7 separate regions of the Mus musculus genome follow, and regions 1, 2, 3, 4, 5 and 6 are each linked to region 7. The links are chromatin contacts, called in public HiChIP or PLAC-seq, Micro-C and promoter capture Hi-C maps. All regions are on one chromosome and are shown on one strand. Each heading gives the region's core, a stretch centred on a gene start, on an enhancer-like site or on the middle of the called end of the contact. The rest is flanking DNA. Distances are from core to core; before and after follow the strand shown.

Region 1 (3,647 bases), core at 515-3,014, 520 kb before region 7:
ATGGTGCATGTCCTTAAAGGCTGGTCGGGGAGACAATCTCCTACAACGCCCATTTCCCCTCCAACTCCAAGGAAAGCCAGGCAGGTGCTCCCCACCAAAGCAGATGCAGGTTCCATTCTGATACTGGATCAAGTTCAAAATCACAGAGGCAAGGTCCTAAGGACCCCAAGAATGACCCTCCTAACCTCATCTCCTGCCCCAGGTCCTCAGAGTCCCAGGCACCTGCACAGCCTCTCTCTTCCTCTAGGGAATCCTTCTCTATCACAAATGCCTAGTAGAGATACCCTGACCCATTTCTAACTTGCCTATCCAAGGGACATTGCCGCCACCGCCTCCAGTCCCCTGGAACACAATCCTGGAGAAGAGGCAACACTGTCCCTGTTAACCAGTGTTCTTCAAGCAAGTCTCTCTCCCCTCTCCCCTGTCTGTATCCTTCCCAGTCTCGTGGGTCTGGATGCACCAGCTGTACAACAAAAGGCTCGGAAAATGTAAAGGAGAGGGAGAGGGAGAGGGAAGGAAGCATGATGAAGAGAAAAAAAAAAAAGGAGGAAAGAAACAGAACAAGAAAAAAGAGGGGAGGCGGGAGCGGGAAGCGTATGCAAGGAAACTTGTAAATTGAGCGGGCCCAGGGCTGAGATGTCGCTCTGGGCAAGTGTTGGAGTTTCAGCATTCTGATGTATACAATGAAGGAAATCCTAAAAGGCACTTACTTACCTCCTAAACTGCATGCAGACTACAATAAAACCCAGGCCAAACCTCCATATCCCACGCTAGTCAAGTGCTCTACCACTGAGCTACATACATTCCCCACTAGGGGATTGGCTTTCGCGGCTCATGTCCGTAAAGGCTGGCCAGGAGACAGTATCTCCTGCCACATCCAGCTCTTCCCCAATTCCAAGCAAAGCCAGGAAGGTGCTTCCCACCAAAGCCTATCTGGCACAGTCAACAGTAATATTCTGTTCTTGCTGTAGCCCCCTGGACCACATTGTAGCATGGAGTACACACGAAGTGAACCTGAAACTACACACTTCTTTCTTTCTTTTTTGGGCAGGTGGGAACGGGAGCAGTTTGAGACAGGGTTTCTCTGTGTAGCCCCTGGCTGCCTTGAAATTAGCTCTGTAGACCAGGGTAGCCTCGAACTCAGATATCCGCCTGCCTTTACCTCACATTTCTAACCAGCCCTCTGTGGAATCCTGCGGTGAGCTTGGCGAGGAATGGGACATTCTGGGTTCCCTACCTGCAGAGCTACGGAGAATGTGTCAGGGGAGCGCAATGGCTCCGGGATCCTACCCATTCCTGGCCTCCAAACCAAGGCTCTAACTCCTTCCGGTGACTCTGCGGGTTCGGAGGGATAATGATAGGGCAGCGGCTGGGGCAAGCGCCGCGAGGCCCCCACCCAGAGCAGGGAAAACAAGGCCGCCCAGTCCAGGGAAGCCGAGAGGCCGGAAGGCAAGGACCTGCAGGTAAGAAGTGGGGCCGTCCCGGATCCCTGGCCAGGTTGGGCAGAGACCCACGATCCCGCTCCCCAGGAGGGGACCAGCGCCGGGGACCGTGCAGAGCTGGAGGAGGGTGTAGAAAAGACTTAGCTGGGCGCGTCTGGAGTCCCGACCCCCCAGCCCGGGACAGCCGCCAGCCCCCTTCATCCTCACCAGTTCAAGATCCACAGCCGGTGTCAGCTTCAGGATCCGAGCCCGCCGGGATCAGCTGACCTCCGCGAAGTCCCGCCCCCCGCCGTGGGCGGAGCCTGAAGCTTCGAGTGCGCAGGCGCAGTCTCCATGCTGCGTGCAGCGTCCAGAGCCGTGGGCCGCGCTGCTGTTCGCTCCGCGCAGCGCTCCGGGACTTCGGTCGGGCGTCCTCTCGCCATGTCCCGGCCTCCGCCACCCCGCGCCGCCTCTGGCGCCCCTCTCCGGCCCGCTACGGTGCTGGGCACCATGGAGATGGGGCGTCGCATGGATGCGAGTGCTAGCGCCGCTTCGGTCCGCGCCTTCCTGGAGCGCGGCCACAGCGAGCTGGACACGGCCTTCATGTACTGCGACGGCCAGTCCGAGAACATCCTGGGCGGCCTGGGGCTCGGGCTGGGCAGCGGCGACTGCACAGGTAACCGCTGCACCCGGCCTCCCCCGCCCCCCGCACCGAGTAGAGCTGAGCCGGTGCCCGCAACCGGCGTGCACCAGCCAGGATCTGCATCCAGGAGCTTCGGAAGCTCCGGATCCACAGCTGGGTCTACCCCAAGCTCCCAAGGCAACTGGAGTCCTGAACTAGTGAACTGAACTTTGTCCCGCCTCTCCTTAGAAACTTCTAGTTGCAGCTACCGAGGCGGGTGCGAGGAAGCTTCCTACGCTAATGTTTAGCCTACTCTGGGCGCTTTGCTTCCTACCGCAATCCCTGCCTCCCGGCCAACCGTTGTCCATAGCCGCCCCCCCACCCCCGACACGCCCCCCATCCCCACCAGGCTTTTTGTTCGTGCCTACCCCTCTTGCCCTCACCACCTCTGCGCTCCTGGAGAATGCTTATCATTCCGGTCTTTTGTCCGGACTAGACTTTGTCCCGTGCAGTCGACAGCACCTGTGGATCTCAAGGAGACCTGTGGCAACAATGCCTAGGGCCCAGCTGGGGGCAGGGGCGGAAAGGTGGCGTCGGGAGAGGGCATTTCGGCCTTTGTGCCCATTCTCTGTGCCAGGTCTTACAATGGCAAACTCTGTAGCTCTGTAGGCTACCGTGGGAGAAGTGATTTCTCCACGGAGAGTTAAAGGTCCAACGAGGAAGACTGTAGCCGCGATTGCTGAGGAGTGCAGGAAAGAGTAGCTTGTCGGGAAGAGCAGTAGGCAGAGCCCATAGAGAACTGGGGATGGGCCCTACAGTGTAAGTAGGGTGCACCGGAGACTGCAATCCTAGCTATTGGAATATGGAGTTTGAGAGTTGCAAAGTACGTGTGTGATCAGTGACGCGTGTCCCGCGTTGGAAGGGGAGGGGAACCGCCCTTCATTTGCTTGAAGCTATTGGAGTCTCAGGAGGGTGCCTGATACGTAAAGAGGCCTCACTTTTACCTGTTCTGAGGTTCTTCCTCCCGGTTCCTGTACAGTGGGCTCCATAGACTCACATGGGGTAAAGCTCACTTAAGTGAGTGGATCTCTCAAGCCGAATGCTGTAGAGTTCACCTGGATGACATACATTACTGATAATGAACATTTCAGTTTTCTCCCCCAACCCCCCCTTCTTTAGCCCATTTCTGCTTCTGAAGACTCAATGGGCCAAAGTCCTCAGGCAAAAGGTTACAGAAAGAATGCCTTGGGGCTGGGGCGGGTGTTGTAGTAAGGAGATGCTGTGGTCTTCTAGCCTTTATCCTGTGGGATCAGAGGGCTCCCCTTGTTCTTGCCAGAATCCATCCATCCTTCCGCCGTCGTCCATCAGTCCAGGTAGTTGGTTCCATATCTGGGAAGAAACAGTGCAGAGCACTGAGGAGCAGCTACAGTACGCTTGCATTACAGGCTTCTGAGGGTCTGAAAGGGATTTGTGTTAAGATTGATGGCTTTCAAGGAACACATTCAGGCCCCCGTGTCTCTTCCCTAACTTTTTTTTTTTTTACCTGCATGTATGTGTGAGCCCACAGAGGGTACTGGATACCCTGGGACTGTATTTATACATGA
Region 2 (3,884 bases), core at 485-2,984, 740 kb before region 7:
AGGCCTACCTCCTAGGGCCAGGCAGCTCCACCGCCCAGCTCTGGGTATCCCTATGCAAACAGTCAGGCCCCACAGACCCTTGATGCCCATAGACCAGAAAAAGTCTCCAAAACAAATGTATGCTAACTACCGGCTGCAGGGCAGAGCTACACATCTGCTCAACAGAAGTTCCCCTCAGACTTCACCAACAACCCTGCCCACCCCGCAGCCTCCGACCCCTGGGGTTGCCAGTAGGAGGAAGGAGCTGAAATTTCACTTTAAGGAGGCTGTACCTCTGGCTAAGATACAGCATCCACTCCCCTGTCTACCCCTCCAGCACACAGGCCCAGGAGAGAGGTCTGGCTTTTCAGGGAAGGGTGGAGAGGGGTGGGGGGTCACCAAGGAAACGCCCCGGCCTTGTCTCTTCTTTGGCTCTAAGTCAAGGCAAACCCGCCCAAATAGTTCCAGCATCCGTGGGAGTCTCAGGAGGCTGGCTGCTCAGTGACAAAGAGTGGGGGGCTGCCTGTTGACAACTTATTTCCCCACCCTCAGCCTGTGCCAATAGGCTGTTTTCCTGGGGTGTTCCGAGTTGCAGGCTGGTGGCTTCCAGCTGGGCAAGGCCTTGGAAAGCCTGGAAATGTGGCTTTCTCCCTTGATGCCTCCCAACTTCCCACCCCCACCCCCAGCCAGGCCAAGGCAAGCAGCTGCCCCCTTTAGTGACGCTTGTAAAAGATCATCGCCTGGCCCGGGAGCCAGAGCCGGCTGGAGGGCAGGTGGCCGGCAACAGAGCCCTGCGGTGAACACTGCCTCACTGGGGTGGAATGCTTACAAGGCTCTCCCCGCTGGAAACGCCAGCTAGCTCAGGCAGGCGGGCGCTCACGCTTGTTCTCTCTCCCTCTCTGCCCCTGCAAGTGGGGGTGGGTGACACCGGCCAGACTTTCGAGCAGGGAAGAAGAGGAATTGGGGTCTTTTGTAGTGCCAGAGGCACTCTCCACGAACCCAGCTGGGGGACCGCGCCTCAGAAGCTCCGGCAGGATGCTTTGATTTGGAGAGTGGAGGTCGGGAGGCTCTGCGCGACCGAGAGAAAACAGAGAGACAACACGAAAGTAGAGACACAAGCCCAGAGAAAGTGAAAATCGAGGCGAGAGGGACAGAATAAAAAAAGCACGGGGGAGAGGAAATGGAGCGATGGAGAGCCAGAAACCTGTGGATGGGAGACAGGGACCAAATGAGCAGCAGCTAAGAAGGGACCAGGATAGATCCAGAGGACGCGTGAGTCCAGTGTACCAGCGCTGCCCGGCGCCTGCCGGGCGACGCTCTCCCTCCTACTCTCAGTCCTGGCGGTGAAACTCCTACAAGAAACGGAGCCCCGGGGCGCGGCTGGCGACCGGCTCCGGACGCCGCCGGTGCCCCCTGGCCACCGGGGAGCCGCGCCCACGTCCCCAGCGCGGGCGATCGGAGGCGCCTGGCTGGCCGCCGGGCTGCGTAACACGAGGGTCGCGAGCTGGAGGGGAGCGGAGAGGGACTGCCGGACTCGGGGGACACTGCGGGTCGCCGGAGCAAAGGGGCTCCGGTTGCCCCGCTCCGGCATGCGGGCCCGGGCGAGACTTACCGCGCGCGGCGGCCGCGGGGAGCGCGGCGCGTCCTCCTGGGGGTCCTAGAAAGTGGGGTGCGAGCCGCGGGGGTCGCAGGCCCGGGGTCCTCGGGCTGGGGCGGCCCCGCGAGGCTCGGCTGGGCTGCGCTGCTGGCCGTCTGCGGCCCCGGGCGGGCGCGAGGCGCGGGGGAGCGGCGGGCCGAGCGCCTCCGACGTCAGGGTGTCTCAGCTCCAAATAGGGAGTGAGGGCGGGGGCAGCGGCGACGAGGGGAGGGACGCGCGGGCAGGGCGGGCGAGCGAGCGAGCGAGGGCCGCTCCCTCCACTCGTGAGCAGGGGCGCCCGAGCCATGGGCCCCGCTCCCCGACGGCCGGGACAGGGATGAAAGGGCACGAGCCAAGCGTCCGGCCGCTTCCCAGGCTTCGATTCCCCTCCGCCTGGCTTTTCTAGGCAGTCAGATCTTGCCAGGCCTTGGAGTGACAATAGTGGGTCTTTGGAACTCTTGGAGTGGGAGCCTGGCTTTGGACACGAGCTGAGTGTGGCGCTCCAACCTATTGGGGGTTCCAACACCCGGGATCCATCCTACGCTGTGCCTGTTCTTCCCTCGGGAGGTTGAGTTCTGATCTCCGCTGTGTCCTTGCCCCTTGACCTTCAGTTGCCTCCAAACAACTTAGCCGGAGCATCCAGAGAAAGGGCTGAGAGGCCAAAACACAGACTCACTAGGGCTCCTTGAAAAGAGGACAGCACGGTTCCCCTCAGGGAGAGGCTAGCTCTCTAAATCCAATAAGGTGGATTGCACTGGTGTAGCCTGGTCTATTGGTGTAAGAAGAGTGCTCTGGATTGGAGCTGTAGCTTAGTATAGCAGTGCTTTCCTAGCATGCAGGAAACCCCGACCTCCATCCCTAGCATCCTCTATACTGGGTCTAGTGGTGCCCACGCAAGGCCCACAGTCAACTAAAATAGCAAGTTCCAGGCCACCGTACAAAGAAGAGAAAGACGGTATTGGGGCGCCTTTGTTCCTTGAAGGTGATAGCCCACTGCACCATCAAACAAAATGTCCAGACTTAGAGACCTATCCGTATCAGTTACACACGCCTGAATGCACTCAGCCCTGCTCATCTGATGTCTCCAAGGTGCCAAGCATGGAGAGTGGGGAGTGGCAAGAAAGCCTCCTAGTGACTTAGTGGCCACACCATGGCTGCCCCAGGCGATCTGCTCTTCAATCCTAGCTGCTGTGCTGTTCTTCAGCCTAGAGTTTTCTGCCGCCCTTCGTCTCCCTTTCAATGCATCCTTCATCTACCAGGTGGAAAACTTTCCCAAGCTGCTCAGGTGACGTACACTTCCTCCTCCTCCAGGAGTGATCTTGCAGCCTGGGATACATATCTGCTCGTGCTAATCTCTCTTTATGATCTTCTCCATCGGCTCCCTGAGGGCAGAGCCCTTCATTTTGTTTCCGTGTTATCTCCCATTTAATAAATGCAGAGGGCCCAGAGACAACTTGAGTAGTTCATCAAAAAGTTATAAAGTGCAGAAGCTAAGGTTTGGCAGAACCCAGCCTTGCTACATTGTGGCATGTGTAGGCCATTTTACAGCCAAAGGTTGCCAGCCATCTCACTTCAGACCTTGGACAGGATAAGAGTGGATGTCTACATTCTGTAGATTCTGTAAGAGCCCAACCCATTCCCAGCAGACATGTAATCCCTACATTTGAAAGGTAGAGACTAAAGGGCCAGGAGTTCAAGACCAGCTTCTACTAGTTACATGCTGACCTGAGCAATGTGAGACCCTGACTCAAACAAAACAGGAGCTGATAAGATGGCTAAGTGAGTAAGGTCACTGACAACTGAGCCTAACAACGTGAGTCCAATCCCCAAGACCCATAAGATCGGAGAGAACTGACACCTGCAAGCTGACCTTTGACCCCCCCCCACATGTGTGCTATGGCACAAGTGTGAGCACAAACACACTCACACTAACTAACTACATAACTAACTAACTAACTAAATATATAAATAAATGTAATTTTGAAGCCAAGCAAATAGGAAAGGACTTACTCCCACCCTGTAGGAAGCTCTGTGGAGTAATATGCTTGTCAAATCACACATACAACCATTGGAGAAGGCTGGAATCCCAGCCAACACCCTTGGCAGGACAGTTCAGCACCCTCTCAAACACAGGAAGGTACCAGAGCAAATTAGACACCTAATCGAGGACATAGGATCTGAAGCTGAGTTATATCCCATAGTAGTGATGACAGGAAGCTTCAGTGTGGACAGAGGACCTGCCTAGGAAAGAACTCAGTATCTTTTAGCA
Region 3 (3,577 bases), core at 504-3,003, 670 kb after region 7:
ATCACAAGTGAATAAAGAGCCTCTGACTTTTCGAGCCTGGCTCAAGGTTTGATGGATCTCGATGTAAACAAGCGTGGAACTAAATCCCAAGGAGGCTGACTGCCTGCTCAGTGGGCACATAGGTGAGGTCTGCTTGTGCAGGCATTTATTCCCTGTATAGGGCGGTGTGTGCACAGAAGTGTATGTACCATGCGTTGGATGGATGGGTGGGCAGATGGATCAATGGGTACATAGACGGATACGTTCATGCATAGACGGATGCATGAGTGTGTGAATGGACGAGTGGGTAGATCGATGGGTAAGTTCGCAGATGGGAGAATGGATAGATACGCTGATGGAGGGGTACATTGATCTGTCAGTCAATTTGTCAATCAATGAATATGTGGGTGGGTGAGTGGATGGATGGGTAAATGGATCAATCTACGAATTGGTCAATGGATCCTTGGGTAGATAAGGAATGAATGGATGAGTGGGTGGGTGGATGGAGGAATAGATGGCTGGATTGATTGATGGATTTATGGATGTATGCATGTGTGGGTGAATGGATGGATGAATGTGTGGTTAGATAGGTGGGTGGGCGAATGGGGGAATGGATGGATGAAGGGATTGTAGATGGATGGGTAAAAGGATGGATGAAGGGATTGTAGATGGATGGATGGATGGATGGATGGATGAAGAGATTGCAGATGGATGGATGGGTGGATGAATGGGTGGAAAGACGGATGAAGGAATTGTAGATGGATGGATGCATGCATGCATGCATGAATTGCAGATGGATGGCTAGGAAGTGGAGGGGTGAAGGATAGGCAAAGCTAACTATCTCTGTCTCATGTACAAACCAGAGATAAGGAGGCCATCCCTGACACTGCCTCACTGACCAGACACACACTCCCTTAACGAGAGCCTCCGCCTTCTTCCCTGTTGGAGGCCATCTTCACTGGCTTGCAGAACTGCCCAGCCCCTAATTGGCCTCCTAACTTCCAACCCCAATTCCCTGACTAAAACAACAACAACAACAACAACAGCAGCAACAACAAATCTAACTTACAGAAACCAAGTTCACCCTCCAAATTGAGAGCATCCTGCCTCAGGGCTGGATCATTTGCAGGTATGGAGATCTCCATAGCTTACAGAATTAACAAGGGGACAGACACCAGAACATGGGTTCCATCTGACAGCCTGGGGCACAGGTCCATGGCCCGTCATTGTCCATACCCCCTTCCCTGCCGTCTGCAGCAGGCTCAGGCTCAGTGTGGGGTGTGCAGGCAATTACCCCCGGTCACACTCTGACACCTGTAATCCCTCCTCACCCCGGGACACAGGGAACCCAAGTCCAGCAGCTCTGCCTCATTAAGCAGCCAACACAGGGCCCTGGGAAATGTCTTAATTAGGTGGCCATAGTAGCTGCTGTAAACTAATTTGATAAAGATAACAAAACTCGGCGAGCAGAGCGGCTTGTGTGTACAGGAACAGCTGCCCTGAGACGGGAGCTCAGGGAGATAGATCCGGGAGGAGACTGAGATTGCAAGCTGTACCTTCGGGTGCAGCAAGCTCCGGTTAGCGGCATTTCCTGGTGAGGCAGAAGGACCTACAGACCTCTTATAAGCTTTGGCCGTGTGTCAAGGGAGTCTGGTTAGCAGGCTGCTAAGATCCTCAGTTTCAAAAGCTGTGAAACGGGTTGTCAGCTGACACCCTGCTTCCTAGCACTGGTTTAATGCATAGAGCGGAGCGTGGGGTACCCTTCCCTCCCAGCAAGAAGCAGCAGGCTTTGGAGGGGGAGGATACTGCAGATCAGATTGACATCCTCACACAAGCTCTGCATCCCAGCTCTCTTGTCTCTTTTTTCCTCTCTCTCTCTCTCTCTCTCTCTCTCTCTCTCTCTCTCTCTCTCTCTCTCTCTCTCTCTGTGTGTGTGTGTGTGTGCGCGTGTGTGTGTGTGTGTGTGTGTGTCCATCTGTCTGTCCATCCGTCAGTCTGTCCATGAAGGATCCCAGCCTCGGCCATGCTTCCCTAGACAAGAACTAGCATGTGGTAGATGACAGTGTGAGGCTGAACACCCCATCCCCACGCCGTAAACCCGAGAGAGGCACCGAGTGTCTAATTAGTAAAATATTCGATAATTGGTGTAATCTGGGCCTGCTCCCTTTCTGACAGCCCCTGCCACCGTGTCCCATTTCAAGCTTGAGTTGCCGTTCGCATCACGCTGATAATTGTAATACTGAGAGGGAAAAAATCAAATCGGAGTCGTCGGAAGCTCCCATTAAATTGATTTAGGACACAATAAGTTAATGGGATTCCCGTCCCTACTCCTCCTCCCCCCCCCCCGCCCCACCAGTGCCTCACAGACTGGCCACATGGAGAGGACATCAGTGGCTTCTGAGCCCTGGGCCCCTCCCCTTGGCCTCTGATCTGCTCCAGCCTGCTCCAGCCTGTGCTCAAGGGCCCTGGAAGCCAACATGAGAGGTTCCTCCCCTTGTCCCCTGAGAACCTCACCTTAGAGACAGAATCTCAGGTCTGTCTGATGTCTGGGAGGCTAGACATGAGCTGGCAGGAAGCCGATCCCAGCAGCCCAACTCCAACCAACCAGAGGACACATCAAGATGTCTGGCTCAGGGAAACTGGAAAAGCCAGAGGGAGAACTGGCCCAGAGTTCTCCCCAGGCTGAACAGAGCCCCTGAGCACCTGTACTGCAGCCTGAGAGAGACAGGTCAGCTCAAAGGGTGGATAGGGCGCACCCGCTTCATTTTACACAGGCTCAGTTTGGGCCTTTTTGAACCACATACAAGGGAAACATGCAAATAGATGCAAATGAGACCCTGATTTATGCAAAACAGCCTATAAATGCATGTCCCTGAATTTGCCAAAGGAAAAAAGCCTTGTCACCTAATTTAGCAGAAATAACAGGGGTAGAAGACTGTCTATCCCTGTGTGGGGCTCAGGCCAAGAAAAACTTATAACACCTTCTGGAATGGAGCTGAAGGACCCGTGGACTTGAACTTAGAACCTGCACAGCCTTAGCCTTGTCAAGAAAGACCTGCTTCATGGTGGTGCCTGGTCCCCTTGCAGCTGACCTTAGGGTCTCCCTTCTCACCAGACAGGGCTCTTTAATTAATTGTATACATTTTATTTTATGTGTATGAATGTCATCGTGTACATGCCAGGTACCTGCAGAGGCCAGAAGAAGGAGTCAGATCACAGAGAACTGGAGTCACTGACAGTAGTGCTGGGTGCTGGGAATCAAACCCTGGTCCTTTGGAATAACAGCCAGTGCTCTTAACCCCTGAGACATCTGTGCAGCCTCCCAGACAGAGTTGTTTAACAGAAGTCTTCTGGGCCCCAGACTCTGTCCATGTTTCTGGCCCCACCCACAGGTGAGCCACCCTGACAGTCTTCACGGCTTACAACCATGATCCCCAGGCCGTGTGTTGCCTTGCGTCAGGCCTAGCTGAGCACTTCCAAGCGAGCACAGAGCTTTTACATAGGGAAAGACTGAAGCCAGTTGGGACAGCGCAGCAGGAGAGAAGCCGCAACCCCACGAGGACAAGGCTCCTGGAAACCTCTCCTTTCTAAGCTGCTT
Region 4 (3,905 bases), core at 968-3,467, 810 kb after region 7:
AGAGACCTCCCCATCAGGGCAGTACCAGTGACCAGGCACATAGCCAAGAGGAGCCTCAGGGGGCTGCAGGGGGCAAGGGCAACTCAGAGCGGGGCCTCAAAGGGCTCCCCCTCACATGGCAGCCATTCTGCCAAACATTTCTAGCTCTGAGCATCTCGCCACCTTTTCCGAGCCAGTCCCTAGACTTCAGACCCATCAAAGGGGCTTCCCATGCAGACACTGGCCTGGGGCTGACCTGTGTGGTAGAGCACTTGCCTGGCATGCACCAGGGCGGGAAGGAAAACAGACCCTGGGTTCCGATCCCAGTAAACCCCCCAATTCCTCCCTAAGAGGTTCAAAGATGGGCATTCTTAGCTGACTGTCCAGAGCCCCATCTGACACAGACTCAGGTCAGAATTCTGGCTCGTGGGTTCTCCAGGACTCGGGACCGTCTGCTTACACCTACCACCTTTGCAGACACTTGGCCCCGCTTAGAGAAAATCCCTGATGCAACATCCAAACCTTCTAGGAATTGCTGAGTGAGTCCTCCCTCACGTGTCCTACCCCCTTGCCCAAATGTCTGCACCACCATGAGCCAGGTTGCCCCGGCCATCCCAGCCAGGGTGCAGTCACATGACCCACATTCGGGGGAAGTGATATCCGACAGTCAGGGTGGGAAAACAAAGGGCTGGGAAGGGGAGTCTGTGGATTGCAAGTTGTCACAGCTCATAGGGATGCCCCCAAACTCCACTGGCAATAGGTGTCAACAGTCCTGAAGGGTCAAATACAACATCTATGAGACAGGCTACTTCTCACTTGGGGAATGGAGGCATTCAGAGGTCAAGATCAATGGGGAATCCACGGCAGAATAATTAATGCATATGTTAAAGTCTCTGAAAAGTCCTAAGTACCAGACTCTGGCGAGCCAATGAAGACAAAGGGACCGGGCGTCCCTAAGTGGGCAAAAGCCCCACCCACCAAGATCCTACCCTGGTGACATGCCAACAGGAGGCAACATGCCGAGATAAACCGAGGCTGACAGGGACTCTCAGGGTTTCAAGGGAAGGCTCCAGAGTCACACGGGACAGTGCTCACACCTAACACGCAACCGTGCGACTTTGGGCTGACTGCTCACGTTTGCCCGCCTCATCTGTACAATGGAGATAAATTAGCCTGCGCCTTACTTACAAAACAACTAAACCAGATGATGGGCCGCGGTGCCTGTGGTGCCAGTGGTGGGACGGTGTGCCCGTGGTGGGACATGGTGCCCATGGTGAGCCGCGGTGCCCATGGTGGAACGCGGTGCCCGAGGTGGGACGTGATGCCCGTGGTTAGGACTCCAGCCCTGTAGGCCCCGTTCATGTCTCCCTGCTTTGGGGCTCTATAGGGCGTGGCTTGCCCACAGAGGCTGTACTCAGAGTGGGCGGGTCCTTGAGACCTGCCTGACATCTTGTCATCCCCACATGAGGTGTGGGCTTGCCATCTCTGAAACACAGCTCCCCATGGGGCAACCTCCCTCCATGGCCTCATGTGACCCGGGTTAATCAAATCCTGGACCTGACCCATGTGGTTTTCCCGGACACTCCAAGAAACTGACGCCCTGAAAGCTTTCAATCCGACCAAGTAAGTGGCTCCGGGAAGACCCACGCCCTGCTTCCCATCACCAGAGGCCCGGGAGACTACAAAGACAAAGTTCAAGGCTGAAAGATCTGTCCTGTGAGCCCCTCCCTGAGGTTACTCAATCTCCTGCGTCTGCACCTGAGAAAGCGTGTTTCATCCACCCTCTTAGGCTCTGTGACCTTGGGCAGGTTGCTTAACCTCTCTGAGTCTCTGAACTCCTCCTTCATAAAAAAAGAACTGAGCAGTGAACAGGAGGAAGCAAGCAAGATTCAGACACCAGGCTCGTCCTCGGGGGCTTGTACCAGCTTCAAAGGGTTTCCTGTGTCTCCTCCTCTTCCTCCTCACCCAATAGGTCCTCGGGATGAAAATTCTGATTGTGCATTCCCTTGGGACCCAAACATTTGAACGGCCCCAAAGTCCTTCCAGGTGACTCGGAGGTCTCCCATGAGTGGTCAGAGTCCTCCCCCAGCCTCCCCTTGCTCTCCTACCCCCTCCTCAGCTGCGAATCTCTGCTCTGCATCTGCGCCTGTATCCAGAAGGCGCTAACTAGACAGGCGTCAGACAGATGGACCTCTGCACACTTCTGGCAACCTCTTGGCAAGACCGAAGGAGGTCACCAAGGTCACGGACAAGGTAGCTTGCTGCCCTACCTCCCTTTACACAGCTGGGCGTGGTGGGAGCCTCTCCTGGCTACACAGCCAGAATAATGCTTGCACCTCTGACTTAGGGTTGATCTTCCCAGATCCCAACCCTAGAACTGCATGCAGGTCAGGTTCCTCACAAGTGGGCTCCCAGACTCTCATGTGGCCCCTGCGCAAACCTCTAAATGTGACCTCGTGCTGAACCAAATCCCGTTCCCCCCCCAAGCCATCCCTCAACTCCCCCACAAACTGGCGCATTCACTAACACTGCCACCAACCATGTATACAAAAGAAAAATCTACAAGTCACCTGATTTCTTCCTCCCTCCACCCGCCCTCTGCATAAAGTCTTAGTTTGCAATTCTAGCTGATTCTATCTCAGACACATAACCCTGATCCCACGCTTATCCAAGCTCCCTGGCACAACCTGAACCTATACCCTGGTTCCCCATGGCCCAGGGAGCCTACAGCCTCGCCCAGCAGATTGCTAAAATCTTCAAGTGACTATGGCAACTCACGGAGACTGAGGTAGGTGGAGCACAGAGCATGTGTGCCAGTGTATGGCTCAAACCTTCCTGAACTCCCACGCTGTCTCCATCCATTTATCCCCTCCACTGACTTGAAACTATGGCCTCCCTACCCTGAGTCTGGCCCTCAGCCCTGGATACCCAGGCAAATGCCTCCAAGTCGTGGCCACTCAGTCCAAGTGTCTCAGATAAATTATCAGCAGACAGGCTACTGCTTAACGGATCACAGAGGTGGGGAGGTGAGATCTAGCTGATATCCTGAGGTGGTTGTTGTTGCCTGCCCTGGGAAGGGACTGTGAGATCTCAGTTTCTCCCAGTTTCTTTCCTCTCTGGCAAACACTCCCACCATTACAATGCCATCTGCCATCTGTTGTGAGCCTGTCATCAAAGCTCAGTATGCCAAGGCACTTGTCACCAAGCCTGACAACCTGAGCTCAATCCCCAGGACCCAAGTAGTAGAAGAAAAAGACTTGACTACCTCTAGTTTGTCTCTGACATCCACAAAAGCATCAAGACACACACACACACACACACGCACACACACACACACACACACACACACGCTAAAGAAATTCATGTAAGGCATAAGTAAAAAGAATGTTACCTAAAAATATGTCATTCTGGTGTAAGAATTCTTTTGATCTAAAGGCCCTGCGCAAGCAGGGGGACAGCCCTGTGCAAGCAGAGGGGACAGGAGTGTCTCTGCCTGCTCCCTTCTGTCTACAAGCAGGGCCTACATTTCCCTTTGTGACAGGGACATAAATCTCTCTCCCTTAAACAGGAAGCAGAGGAATGTTGTCTGCCTAAGAGGCCTACTGAACATGTGTGATGGGCGACCTTGATGTTCAACTGGACAGATTGCAGAGAACCCCAGGAGCCCTATTTCTGGTCCATCTACAAGGGTCTTTCTAGAGAGGCTGACTGAGGAGAGGACACACACACACATACACACACACAAGATCGTGGACACCCCCCCCCCATTGTGGGTGACACCATCTCAGGGGCTCAGGTTCCAGTCAGCAAGGAAAAGGATAAAATTGAGCTGAAAACCAGCAGCATCCCTCGGCTTCCTGACTGTGGATACAATGTAACCAGCTGCCTCTAGCTCCTGCCTGCAAGCCTTCCCGCTGTGATGGACT
Region 5 (3,772 bases), core at 535-3,034, 760 kb before region 7:
TTCTAAGTTCCCCAGATGTGATACAGGATGGGGCCCGTCACAGAGAAGCATGCCAGCTTCCTCCTCCATACCCAGCTCACCACAGCCCGCATATCCCACCACAGTCAGAGCTTGAAATTCATCCGAAAGCCATAGCCACCGGCCTTGGGGGATTAGCAACGACTGTTAACTATGAGGCAGTCACCCAGTGGTTTCCCAAGGGCGGTTTATTTCTCCCCATCCCGAAAGCCAGGTCTCCCAAACCCACCCCGGGTACCTGCAAGGTTTCCAAGGCCTGGCCAGCCGTAGCCGTGCCCGTGGTGAGCGAGGCCACTTGCACCGCCTGCTTGCGGGCAGCCAGCAAGATCCTGCAGTAGGTGAAGCAGATGGCACCCGAAGGCAGGAAAAAGGTGACGCCGGACGCCACGAGGACATAAGGCAGGCTGGCCAATAGGCGGCACTGGCCCGGGGCAGATGTTCGAGCTTTGCCCAGTTCATGCCAGCCCAGCAAGAGGGGCAGGAAGGAGGCCAGCGCGGCGAGGCTCCAGGCACCCAGGATGAGCGCCAGGGCACGCGGGGCTGTCATGCGCAGCTTGTAGCGCAGCGGCGAGAGGATGAGCAGGTAGCGGTCCAGGCTGATGAGGCAGAGGTTGAGAATGGAGGCGCTGCAGCACATCACGTCGAAGGCGGTCCAAAGCAGACAGAGGCCGCGAGCTAGCACCCAGCGCCCATACAGCGCGTTCAGCATGGCTGGGGGCATCACCACCAATCCCACCATCAGGTCCGACGTGAAGAGCGACACCAGGAAGAAGTTAGACGTGTTGCGCAGCGCGGGCTGCGTGCAGATGAGCGCGATCAGCAGCGAATTGGCGGCTGCCGTCAGCACGATGACCACGCACAGCGCAGCGGCCACCCAGCCGCTGCCCCCTGGGGCTGGCGGTGGCCCGGGGCCCCAGGCTGGGGTGCTACTGTTGACAGGGCCGGGCTCTGGAACCATGGGGACTAGGGTTGAGGACCAGGACAGGATATGGTGAATGCGGATACAGGGTGAAGCCAAAGGAAGAGAAAGCAAGATGGGTAAAAACTGCACCTCAGAGGAGTAGGTGGCAAAACAGGGTTCTTAGGTCACCGAGCAACCATTACAAGAGGTCGGGGAGAGATTGTAGGGGCGCCTCCTATGGCGGGGCCACCTGGAGTACTCGGGTAAGAAGTTTGGGGAGGGGTACCGATGCGCCGAGTCCATGAAAGTTGGGCTGGGGCTGGATGAGAGCCCTGGAATGGAATAGAGCCACCGGGGATGCCTAAGGATGGGGGTGGGGCTCCTGGCCAGAGGCACGGCTGGGGAGGTGGGAGCAGGAGGCGAACTCCCGCCTTCCGGTCGGGGCAGTCTCTCTGAGGAGGGTGGGCGTGTGAGTACGCTTGATCACGAGCTGTCGCGCGTGGGGGTCGCAATGGGGTGGCCCAAGAACAGGAGCGCAGCTCGGCGGCGGAAAGCAGGTCTCCTTTCTCCCCTAGGCACTGAAGGATCCCGGGTACCGGAGGCCGCGGACCGGGCCGGGCCAGACCTGGTGGGGGAGAGAGGGCTGGCAGAGGAGCGCAGCGCGGCGCGGCGCTCCGCCCTCCCGGCCGCGCCGGCTCGCCTGGCCGCCTCCCGCCCGCGCTCCCTACCTGGGCGCTCGCGGGTGATCCGCTGCCGGCGACTGCGGCAAGCGCCGCGGGGCTGGAGACTACAGGCAGCGGCTGGTGGCGCGGCGGGCATAGGGCTCCCGAGCCGGGGAGATGGTGCGCAGGAGCCCGCGACGCTTCAGCCACGCGCGGTCCCGGAGGCTCCGAGCGTGCGCCCCGCCCCGCCCCGCGGTGGGCGGGCAGAGTCGAGCCCCTCTTAGCTGGCGAGCGGGGTTGTGGTACCCTAGGCCTGGAGAAGGATGCTCCAAGCGCTCCCGGGCGCCCGCAGCCCCCACACCTTCGCCTGTGGCTCCCCTGCCCACATGTGGTGATGGCGCAGGCAGAAGTCAAGGAAGGGGGACGTGACCTGTATGTACCCGGAGACTGCTCCCCAATGGGGGTCGAGCCACTCACTGTAAGAATCACCGAGCTTTCAAGAGAAGTCAGCTGGGAAATACCGAGCAAGTCCTTTGAGATCCCTCTGAGCCTCAGCTGCTGGATCTATACAATGGGTAAATAATTTCTACCACACTTCACCTTTGGATCAACCCTGCCAGTTCTCTAACAACACTGAGTGATTTTGGTGAAGGTCCCCCTCCCTGACCTGTTGGCGCTCCAAGTCTCAGTGTGAGGGATTTGGGAATCTCCAAGCCATTGGAAGGGTAGTCACTGCAAACAGGGGTAGGGCCTAGCGCCTCCTAGTGATGACCAAGTTTTCTTCACACCTTGTAGGTACCAGGTACTGCTCTGGACCATCTATCTGGACACCACGACATTAGATGACGCTTCCCATCTGTGAACTTCCATTCTAGTGGAAGGAAATGGACAAGAAATGGGCAAAGGAAACGTAAAGTGGTCATTTCTATAGGAAAGGGGGGAGGAAGAAGAGGGAGGGGAGGAGGGAAAGGAGGAGGAGGAGAGAAAATGTACAGCAGTGTGAAGAGAACCTGACACGTATCTTTTTTGAAATGGAAATACCTCCCACTTAGAAGAGCCCACTGCGTTCATGGCCTTGGTTTGTCCTGGAATATCTCTACCCAGATTCCTACCCCCAACTATAAAGCCAGAATATACATGCCAGAAATATAAATACCAGGAAGAAGGTGTTACGCTGAGGCTCAGAGAGGTCAAGAGCCTCTACCGAGGTCTCCAGCACCAGGCAACCAAGGATCTGGTGGAACCGAGTTCCGCCAGGTGCTCAAGGCAGAAGGTGCTTAAGATGCCCGGTGTCCAAATCCGCAGATCAACGGTATCCACTCACACCCAAAGGTGGGTGAAGTCAGCCGCAGCACCCAAAAGACGGACCCTGTCTTTCACTCCACACTGTGAGGCCTGAGGAAACAGAAGGTCACCCCTGGATGGAGCGTCAGAGACCCACTTGCGATCCCAGCTCTGATGCTCAGTAGGTTCTGCGCATTCAGGGCCGGTGGCGGCTGATCCCTTGGCCTTCTTTTCTCTCCAGCCACAGTTAGCAGAATTCCGTGTCTGACTCACGGGGTGTCAGGGGAGATTAGATGACACTGTGTGCTCCAACAGCTTGACAGTCCTATGTCGGTGCTAGCTGTTGGCTTCTGTGTCTCTCACTGGCGTTTCATCCTGAGGTGCCTCTCATAGCCCTGGTGTGCCTAACACAGCAGCAGGAGATATGTTTGCAGCATGGGAATCAGGGCTTATCGTCATAATCTGTTACTTGATCTATAATGCTGGCAAAGGTTTCTCCTCCTCCTCCTCCTCCTCCTCCTCTTCCTCCTCCTCGTCCTCTTCTTCTTCTTCTTCTTCTTCTTCTTCTTCTTCTTCTTCTTCTTCTTCTTCTTCTTCTTCTTCTTCTTCTTCTTCTTCTTCTTCTTCTCCGTCTCCTTCTTCTTCTTCTTCTTTTATTTTTTCTCCTGCCTACGATTGTTTGCCTACATGTATGTCTGGTGCCTGTGGAGGCCAGAAGAGAGCATCGGATCCCCTGGGACTGGAGCTACAAATGGTTGTGAGCTGCCATGTGGGTGCTGGGAATTGAACACAGCTTCTCTGGAAAAGCAGCCAGTGTTCCTAACCACTGAGCCATCTCTGCAATCCTGTAGCAAAGGGTTTCTTTTGTTTTGGAATTGTGTGTGTGCCTGTGTGTGTGTGTGTGTGT
Region 6 (3,550 bases), core at 121-2,620, 570 kb after region 7:
CAAACTTTCCCTGTTCCAATGAGGTCGCAGTTTCATAAATGTTTATAGTCACAGAAGAAAGCAAGCCATAAAACAACACACTTTGCACACATTGGTTGGTACCTTAGGTAGGTGAGTTACTGAAACATTGGGAGACTCAGTTATCGACTTTAAATGCTGTCTGACATAGTCACAGTCCTCTGGTGAGAACCAGGGGTCTCTTCATACATTCCAAAGGATTTTTCCTAACAGTCATAAAAGATGTCAGGTCTTGTACACCAGAAGCCATACATGCCTATTAAGGGGCCTAAGCTATTCCAAGATAATGGCTCTTAACCTGCAACATTCCAACCTCTCCAGATTGTTCGGATTCTAGCCAGTCACTCGGCTTTTTTAGACAACAGGTTCTTGCCAGGAATTCTAGCTGTCACAGATAACTGAGCCTGGGTGCCTGCTGTGGAGACATCTGAACTGAGAAGATATAGCTGATTAATCGATGCTGTACCCTCCTCGTCCACACAGAAGACGATAATGACTCAGCTAAAAGGATGTGGCTAGGGTGAGGTATGGACTCAACTCGTGCTCTGTGGGTGGCTTTGCTGTGCACACACAAAGGCTGTGAGTGAAAGTGTGTGTTCTCCTGATGAACTAACCCGCAGCCATCTTGGTTGCTGTTGTATAAAAAAAACAGCAACTTGATGCGATTCAAACTGACCCTTCACCTCCCTGCGGCTCAGGTTCCCTTTCTTAGGGTGTTGGGGTGTGTGTGTGTTTGTATATATGCATGAGTGTATGTGTGTGTGTGTTGATACGCATCCATGTGTTGATGTGTGAGTGTGTGTGTGTGTGTGTGTGTGTGTGTGTGTGTGTGTGTGTGTGTGCTGGTGTGTATCTATGAATGTGTTAGCCAGAGGTCCAGACCAGGCTCCTTCCTCAGGAGTCTACCTCCTTTCGGGAGACTGTCTCCCTGGTACCTGACTTGCCAACTTGGGTAAGGGCTGTCCAGTGAGTCCCAGGGGTCTGCCCCTCCTCTGGTTCCTCAGCTCTGGGATATGAGCAAGTGTTCAGGTGTGCTCTGGGGATGAACTGAGGTGCTCGAGCTTGTACAATGAGCACTGTCCTGACCTCAGCCTCTCTTCTCCCCCAGCCTGTCCTGACTGGAAGACAGCTGCTCCACCAGAGATCACTGATTGACTTGCTGAGGGGAGGGGGAAGGGAGGGGAGTGAAGGGGAGGGGAGGGGGAGGGGAGGGGGAGAGAAGGGGGAAGGGGAAGGGAAGGGGAGGGGAATGGGACAGGAAGCGCTCACCAGCTGCTGGAAACTGGAGCCCAGCCCTTGTCTCCTAATGTGACAGGAAATGGGCTCAGGCAGTGTGGCCTGCCGGCTGCCTTCCCAGAGCCAGGCCTGCTTTTCTCCAACTCCCTGGCCCTCTACAGGGAGAAGACAGAGAGGGCCCAGGCTGTGTCCCCAGAACCGCTGGACCTCTAGCCCCTCCTGCCGGAAGAAGGTGGCTAAGGACATCCCTCCTTGTTGAAGCAGCCTCCTCCCAGAGGCCTAGTTTGGTAGGACGGGTCCACCAAATGGCTCAATCCCCTCTGGGTTTTTGTAACACAAACAATCTTAGACAATCTCCTTGGCAGAGGGGGTTGGGGGAAAGGGGATAATCTGTGTGGTGTGAAGAGGAGAATGCTCTGAGCAGAGCCTCACCCCATTTGCATTTCTAAGTGAGAAACTGAGCAGGGGAGGGGGGAGGGGGCCACCACTCCTCTTGTTAACTCCCTTCTGGCTCTGCAGCTGAGGGAGTCAGCCCAGAGCTCCATCCACCTAAGACCCAAGTCCAATCCCTGCATGGAGGAGTCTGGAGTGGCAACCTCTGTGGACCTCTGTCACCTGTCACCTCCACAGAACAGAGAAGTTACACTACAGGTCCACGGGGAACCTTCCAGAAGGGGCACACTGTAGTTATTAAACCTGGGGAGCCAAAAAGTTTCACTCAAAGTGTGACCTTGTTTGGACCGAGCAGCTGACCTTGAATGTGACCCTTGGCCTCCCTGTGGGGGGTTGAATGAGAAAGGCACCCATTGGCTCATAGATTTAAATGCTTGGCCACTAGGGAGTGGCACTGTTTGAAAAGATTAGAAGATTAGAAGATTAGATTAGTGGCCTTGTTGGAGGGAGTGTGTCACTTGGGGCGGGCTTCGAAGTTTCAGAAGTCCACACCAAGCCCTGTGTCTCTCTCTTCCTGTGACCTGCGGATCTTGGTGTAGAACTCTCACCTACCCTCCAGCACCATGTCTGCCTGCAAACTGCCGTACTCCCACCATGATAACCATGACCCTTAACCTCTGAAACTGTCAGCCAGCCCCAGTTAAGTACTTTCCTTTGTAAGAGTTTCCATGGTCATGGTGTCTCTTCACAGCAATAGAACAGGGACTACGAAACTCCCCATAACTGGTAGGAGGCTTTGGGAGGAACTGGCTCAGCTGCCAGCCTCTGCCTCCCCAGAGGCCTGCCCCAGCATCTCCGGAAGCTGGCCACCTAGGTTTCTGTCTGGGTATCTCTGAGAATTCGAGGTTTACTCCCCTACATTGGGACGAAGGCATCTAATTCCACAAGCTGTAAGACCTGTAGACTCAAGCTCAAATCCGTTTCCAAGGCGGAGGATGTGTCTCGGGTGGTGGAGGATCTCTGTAGCATGCAGAAAGCCCTGGTCTCCATCCCTAGCGTCTTCTGAATCCAGGCTCTAGAATTCCAGCCGTGAGGAGGTAAAGCCAATAGAGCCAGAAGTTCAAGGGTATCCTCAGCTTCACAGGGTATTTGAAGCCAACCTGGGAAACAGGAGATGCTCCCACATTGAAGCAAGTTTTGTGCAAAGAAAGTCCCCAAGGATTACCATTTGCATGCCAACCCCAGCAGTGATGGCGTCATCTCCCGGCTCTTGCTTTTCTTCTCTGTGTGGGGATGATGTCATCTACCTCTCAGAGAGCTCCAGAGAGGGTCACTGAGCAGAGCAGTGGCAGACATTCAGTGACATTCACTGCCCTGGTGGTGACATGCACTGGTGGGGTTCTTGTTCTCACGACCTTGTCACTATATGAATGTGACATGGACCTGTGACTTGCAGCCTAAGGGAGAGGGCGTGGGGGCTACAGGTCACCCCTAAGCTGACTGGAAAGGTCACCAGTGCTAAAGCCCCTCAAACGCTCGGGGCAGCATGGTGCCCACCACAGGATTTTAGGACTGGGGAGGGAGCTGGGTCAGATCCAATTCACAGTCCTCACACCCATTTCTGCTTACAACTGTGTAGACTCCTCCTTTGTGATAGGCTCTGCTTGGCCCTGCAGAACTACTTTCTAGAAAGAGCAAAGTGAACACTACCACCGTGTGTACCAGTGCGCATGGGTGTTGAGTGTGGCTGTGGAATCGATTTCGCCTGGGTCTGTAGACAAAGCAATTTTATGACCATTCCAGAACTCAGCCTCCATGGCATCTTGTGCTTCTGCCCACTCTTCTGCCCTCTGCTAATCTGGGCCAAGAGCAGCAGCCACCAGCCTTTGGCCAAGTCCCAGCA
Region 7 (3,435 bases), core at 124-2,623:
AGAGCCTCTTTAGCGACCGGCACTCGGCTCTCCTCAGTATTCTGCGTCATGTTGGGCAAATATTGTCCTAATCCTTTGCGCGTCCTTAGCCGCCTGTTTTGCTTGCATTCGTTCCAGGAGAGGACTCCGGCAAATCCCCGGCTGCCGCGCTCTCCCGCCTGCGTGGCCGCTCGCGCGCACTTGATCACGCAGCCCGCTCTCTTCGCCTCTGTCTAATTCGGGGACCCGGCGGCTTCTCGCTGCCCGAGGGAGGGGGCTCCCTCCCTAGATCGCCGGCTGCCAGACCGCCCCTTCTCGCCTTCTCTCCCCATCCTCCCGCACCCACAAGTGGGGCCCACACAATGACAAGAGGGGCGGCTAAAAAATAAAATTGGCACGCCGTTTCTAACTGCTCCTGAGACACCATGGGCTGTCTGAGCCGAGGAAACTAGAAGACCCTTCGGTGACTGGCTGAAAGCCTTCCATAGGTTTAAATAGAAAAGGGAGGGGGCGCGCAAAGGGGCCCTTTCTCCTCTCCCGGCCGATCGCCGCCGGCCGGTCCCCTCTGCATCCCCGAGTGGCTAGAGACTCAAAACAGTCCCCTGGATTGCTGTACCCTCTTTTGGTCTTGAGTTTCTTTCCCGGGACATTTGCAGACTTTAGAAAGACGTAGGGAAAAGTTATGTTTTTAATTTTTTTGTTTTTGTTTTTGCGGGAAATAAGGCACTATGCATTGTTTTTAATTAGTTTGTGTCGGGGCCGGGAAAAAAAAAAGCCAGTTAGTAAGTTGCTTGGGAGGAAGCGGACGGTCTGGTGGAGTGGAAATAGAGTGTCGCTTGTTGGTATTTCGAAATAAAAGGGGTTGGAGGGACCCCATCCCGACTTTGAGGGACCAATTCAAAACTAGGGAAGAAAGCCGGCGGCGCTGCGCAGAGACCCGGGAACTCTGTTGTGTCAGAGAAGAGTGGGAAACCCTGGAATTTACCGGAGCGCAAAACGGACCAGATGCGAATTCCCCGGGGAGTCGCATCCTGCGGCGAAAGGCCGGCAGCCGGTGACCCACGGAGCGCGGGCCGAGGGTCAGCGGAGTCCACGCAGAAACTGACAAGTGTCCGCTCTAGAAACTTCCCGTGTCCCACGCGGAGACTGGGACCCAGCAGAGCCCAGGAAGCCCCGCTGCTCGCTCCCCTGGAGGGTGCCATCTCCGAGGTCCTCCGGGGGACCCTGTAAAGGCCTCCTGCGCGCTCTCTTACCTTCCAGGGGGAAGCCGGTGCGCGGGTAGTTCTGCCCCGGGCCGGGTCTCATCATCCTGGGGACCGCGCCGGGCAGCGCCGCCATTCCTGCGCACGCTGGAGACGAATCCAGAGTCGGCTGGATAAACCTCTTGGCGTCTCTTCCTTTCACCCCTGCTGCGATCCTCCTCTCCTCTTCTTCCCTCCCCCCCCCACTAGCCTCTTCCCCCTCCCTTCTGCACCCCCCCCCACCCGGTTGCAGACGCGCCCCTTCCAGAAGCTGGGCGCGGGGGGGGGTGAGGTGGGGGCGGGAGGAGTGGAAGGTGGCGACAAGGAAGTTCAAACAAACAAACACTCCAACCCCAAGTCCGCCTCCACCCGCCGGGCTCGGCCAGAAGTTAAGCCGAATGACACCGGCTGCCGTGGGCCGAGCAGGCCGGGCTCCCTGTCCCCAGCTGCGCCTTGCGGGCCACCCGCTCCCGCGCTCCCGGCCGAAGTTCCTGAGCCCAGAGGTTGCGGAGTGGCTTTCTTTGGGTCTTTATTTATATATTTATTCTCTGGCTCGGACTCCCTCCTCCCCTCGATCCCTCCTCTCAGCGCCTCTTTCTGCTGGCCCTCACACCCTGTCCCCCGGAGGACTGGAACGGGGACGCGCTCCTGCTCGGGTTTCGGACTGGAGGGGAGGTGACCCGAGCGACAGGGTTGGGGAACACAAGAGGAAAAGCGAGGGGGCGCGAGCGATCAGCTGGGTAAGTTGTGCAAAAGTGCTCAACGGCAGGGAAGGGGAGGGAGCAGGCTGCAGCCAGAGAGATCTGATAGGTTCGGACTTTTCTTTTATTCATGAGCAGGAAAGGGGGCCAGTTCGGGAGGGAGAGGGGACCGATAACGAAAAGAAGTCTCCAACGAGTATTTTTTCCCCTTCCTTTTTAATCTCCAACTCGACCTCGTTCTTTTTTTTTCTTTTTCTTTCTTTCTTTTTTTCCTCAGGGGGTCGCGGGGGAGGGAGATAATTTGAAACTCTGAGTCCAGGGATGGCGTGGGCTGGGGGTGCTCTGAGGGAGGGAGAGGGTAACTTCTTTTAAGTGTTGTCCAGAGATGTGCTGGCAGGTCTGTGCTCCGGACGGCTTTCAGCTGTCTGCCCGCTGTGTAGGAAAGCCGGCCTTGGGCTGGGATCTTCTCTGTCCGCTCCGGCTATCTCTGGCCTCCTGGACTAGGGTCCACCGCACGTGTCCCTTCTCTTTTTAGTTCACTAGCTCTGAACATTCCTTGACAACTACTCCCTCCCTGGGCGGAACAGAGTAGGGTGACATCCCCGGAAGAATTTTGACTTCGCTGATACCTGTCAGGGCTTTACTGCTTGCGCCTGGCCTGGCCTGGCCTCCTGCAGCTCGGAGAAACGCAGCAAAATATACATCCCCAGAGATGCTGGCAAATCCGAGTCTGCCAAACCCTGGGGAATAACCTCTCCAGCTCCTCCTCCAGCTCCTAGGCCACCACCTTGGAGCCCTTTCTAGTGGACTCAGAATGTCCTGGAGGCGACATCAGCAAGGCTAGGGATCTGGGAGTCAGATGGGAGATGAGTGGGAGACAGACAGATAAAGCTGGGTACCACCAACTCTACTCCTCCACTGGAGGGCTGGGGAGGTGGTGGCCCAATTAGTTGCGCTCTCTCTCTCTCTCTCTCTCTCTCTCTCTCTCTCTCTCTCTCTCTCTCTCTCAGAGATCCCACAATTCTGTTCTCTGATGCCACAGTAACCAGTGGTCTCTGCCTTAGGACATAGATTCCTAGGGTTGAAAAGCCCTCCCAGCAGGGTAGGATGCCACCCATTACAGATCTTTTGTGCCCCCCCCATACATCTCCAACACTCCAGTAAAGGGCCTCTCTGGCCCAGCCCTGGAGGTGAAATACAATAAAATAAATCCAGTCCTCCAGCTCATGCCCTGCCCAGCCTTCTTGGAGGGGGTCAGTCTGGTCTTGGCCTGGGGGTGCTCTCTGCTGGCTGGCCTCAGTGTGTCCTCTCCCTTCCCCTCCTCCTCACCTGTGACCTTTGCCCCTCTCAGCATGCTACTGACCCTTTCTCCTAGCTGAGGGGTTCATCAGACTTCTTTGTGGGGCAGGGGTGGGGGTGGGCTTCCGGGGATGGGAGACCTGTGGAAAAGCTTGTTAAATATATGCTTGCAGGATTGAATGGGGAGAGGAGAGAGGCCAAGTGGTTTTAGACTC

Evidence for each region. Promoter capture Hi-C pulls out the DNA fragments that hold promoters and counts their contacts. Hi-C and Micro-C count contacts between places; a contact is called where the count stands out from the background. HiChIP or PLAC-seq counts read pairs in DNA pulled down with a chosen protein or histone mark.
Region 1: a contact with region 7 is called in a promoter capture Hi-C map of embryonic stem cells, with 2.0 times the contacts expected there. The contact joins the promoter of Akr7a5 here to the promoter of Pax7 in region 7. A contact is called at or near these places in 2 of 39 promoter capture datasets (embryonic stem cells and pre-B cells) and 2 of 115 datasets of contacts at active chromatin or transcription factors (both in embryonic stem cells).
Region 2: a contact with region 7 is called in a Micro-C map of embryonic stem cells, with 5 times the contacts expected there. The contact joins the promoter of Nbl1 here to the promoter of Pax7 in region 7. A contact is called at or near these places in 5 of 39 promoter capture datasets (embryonic stem cells, liver, pre-B cells and 1 more), 15 of 484 Hi-C or Micro-C datasets (all in embryonic stem cells), 5 of 115 datasets of contacts at active chromatin or transcription factors (all in embryonic stem cells) and 1 of 9 other capture datasets (embryonic stem cells).
Region 3: an H3K4me3 HiChIP or PLAC-seq map of embryonic forebrain shows a contact between it and region 7, with 2.7 times the contacts expected there. The contact joins the enhancer-like site here to the promoter of Pax7 in region 7. A contact is called at or near these places in 2 of 39 promoter capture datasets (hippocampal neurons and liver), 3 of 115 datasets of contacts at active chromatin or transcription factors (embryonic forebrain, kidney and neural tube) and 1 of 9 other capture datasets (embryonic stem cells).
Region 4: an H3K27ac HiChIP or PLAC-seq map of embryonic stem cells shows a contact between it and region 7, with 2.6 times the contacts expected there. The contact joins the enhancer-like site here to the promoter of Pax7 in region 7. A contact is called at or near these places in 2 of 39 promoter capture datasets (both in liver) and 7 of 115 datasets of contacts at active chromatin or transcription factors (astrocytes, embryonic basal ganglia, embryonic forebrain and 4 more).
Region 5: a Micro-C map of embryonic stem cells shows a contact between it and region 7, with 5 times the contacts expected there. The contact joins the promoter of Htr6 here to the promoter of Pax7 in region 7. A contact is called at or near these places in 1 of 39 promoter capture datasets (liver), 4 of 484 Hi-C or Micro-C datasets (all in embryonic stem cells) and 4 of 115 datasets of contacts at active chromatin or transcription factors (all in embryonic stem cells).
Region 6: a contact with region 7 is called in a Micro-C map of embryonic stem cells, with 3 times the contacts expected there. The contact joins the enhancer-like site here to the promoter of Pax7 in region 7. A contact is called at or near these places in 2 of 39 promoter capture datasets (the 3T3-L1 cell line and liver), 2 of 484 Hi-C or Micro-C datasets (both in embryonic stem cells), 6 of 115 datasets of contacts at active chromatin or transcription factors (embryonic stem cells, kidney and stem cell-derived neural progenitor cells) and 1 of 9 other capture datasets (embryonic stem cells).

What each region holds. Positions count from the first base shown.
Region 1 is chr4:139,308,980-139,312,626 of GRCm38.p6, forward strand. It overlaps Akr7a5 (aldo-keto reductase family 7, member A5 (aflatoxin aldehyde reductase)), which reads left to right and starts at 1,765. Exons shown (of 7, transcript NM_025337.3): 1 at 1,765-2,097. The coding sequence starts at 1,776. Slc66a1 (solute carrier family 66 member 1) reads right to left here and starts at 1,729. Exons shown (of 9, transcript NM_145384.3): 1 at 1,650-1,729.
Region 2 is chr4:139,091,236-139,095,119 of GRCm38.p6, forward strand. It overlaps Nbl1 (NBL1, DAN family BMP antagonist), which reads right to left and starts at 1,735. Exons shown (of 4, transcript NM_008675.2): 1 at 1,592-1,735.
Region 3 is chr4:140,503,013-140,506,589 of GRCm38.p6, forward strand. No RefSeq gene overlaps it. Among named protein-coding and RNA genes, the nearest start is that of Gm13021, 82 kb to the left of the region's middle. Within about 2 kb of position 1,754, at least 15 of the 459 cell types and tissues checked have an H3K27ac peak or open chromatin away from gene starts, as enhancers often do. A contact at or near this core is called in embryonic forebrain, where this site is marked.
Region 4 is chr4:140,638,709-140,642,613 of GRCm38.p6, forward strand. All of the region lies in intron 1 of Arhgef10l (Rho guanine nucleotide exchange factor (GEF) 10-like), which reads right to left. Among named protein-coding and RNA genes, the nearest start is that of Arhgef10l, 25 kb to the right of the region's middle. Within about 2 kb of position 2,218, at least 19 of the 459 cell types and tissues checked have an H3K27ac peak or open chromatin away from gene starts, as enhancers often do. A contact at or near this core is called in embryonic stem cells and forebrain, where this site is marked.
Region 5 is chr4:139,073,786-139,077,557 of GRCm38.p6, forward strand. It overlaps Htr6 (5-hydroxytryptamine (serotonin) receptor 6), which reads right to left and starts at 1,785. Exons shown (of 4, transcript NM_001377096.1): 1 at 1,648-1,785; 2 at 257-1,544. The coding sequence starts at 976.
Region 6 is chr4:140,405,086-140,408,635 of GRCm38.p6, forward strand. No RefSeq gene overlaps it. Among named protein-coding and RNA genes, the nearest start is that of Gm13021, 16 kb to the right of the region's middle. Within about 2 kb of position 1,371, at least 54 of the 459 cell types and tissues checked have an H3K27ac peak or open chromatin away from gene starts, as enhancers often do. A contact at or near this core is called in embryonic stem cells, where this site is marked.
Region 7 is chr4:139,831,595-139,835,029 of GRCm38.p6, forward strand. It overlaps Pax7 (paired box 7), which reads right to left and starts at 1,374. Exons shown (of 9, transcript NM_011039.2): 1 at 1,233-1,374. The coding sequence starts at 1,317. Gm46873 (a long non-coding RNA gene) reads left to right here and starts at 1,874. Exons shown (of 3, transcript XR_001784470.2): 1 at 1,874-1,960.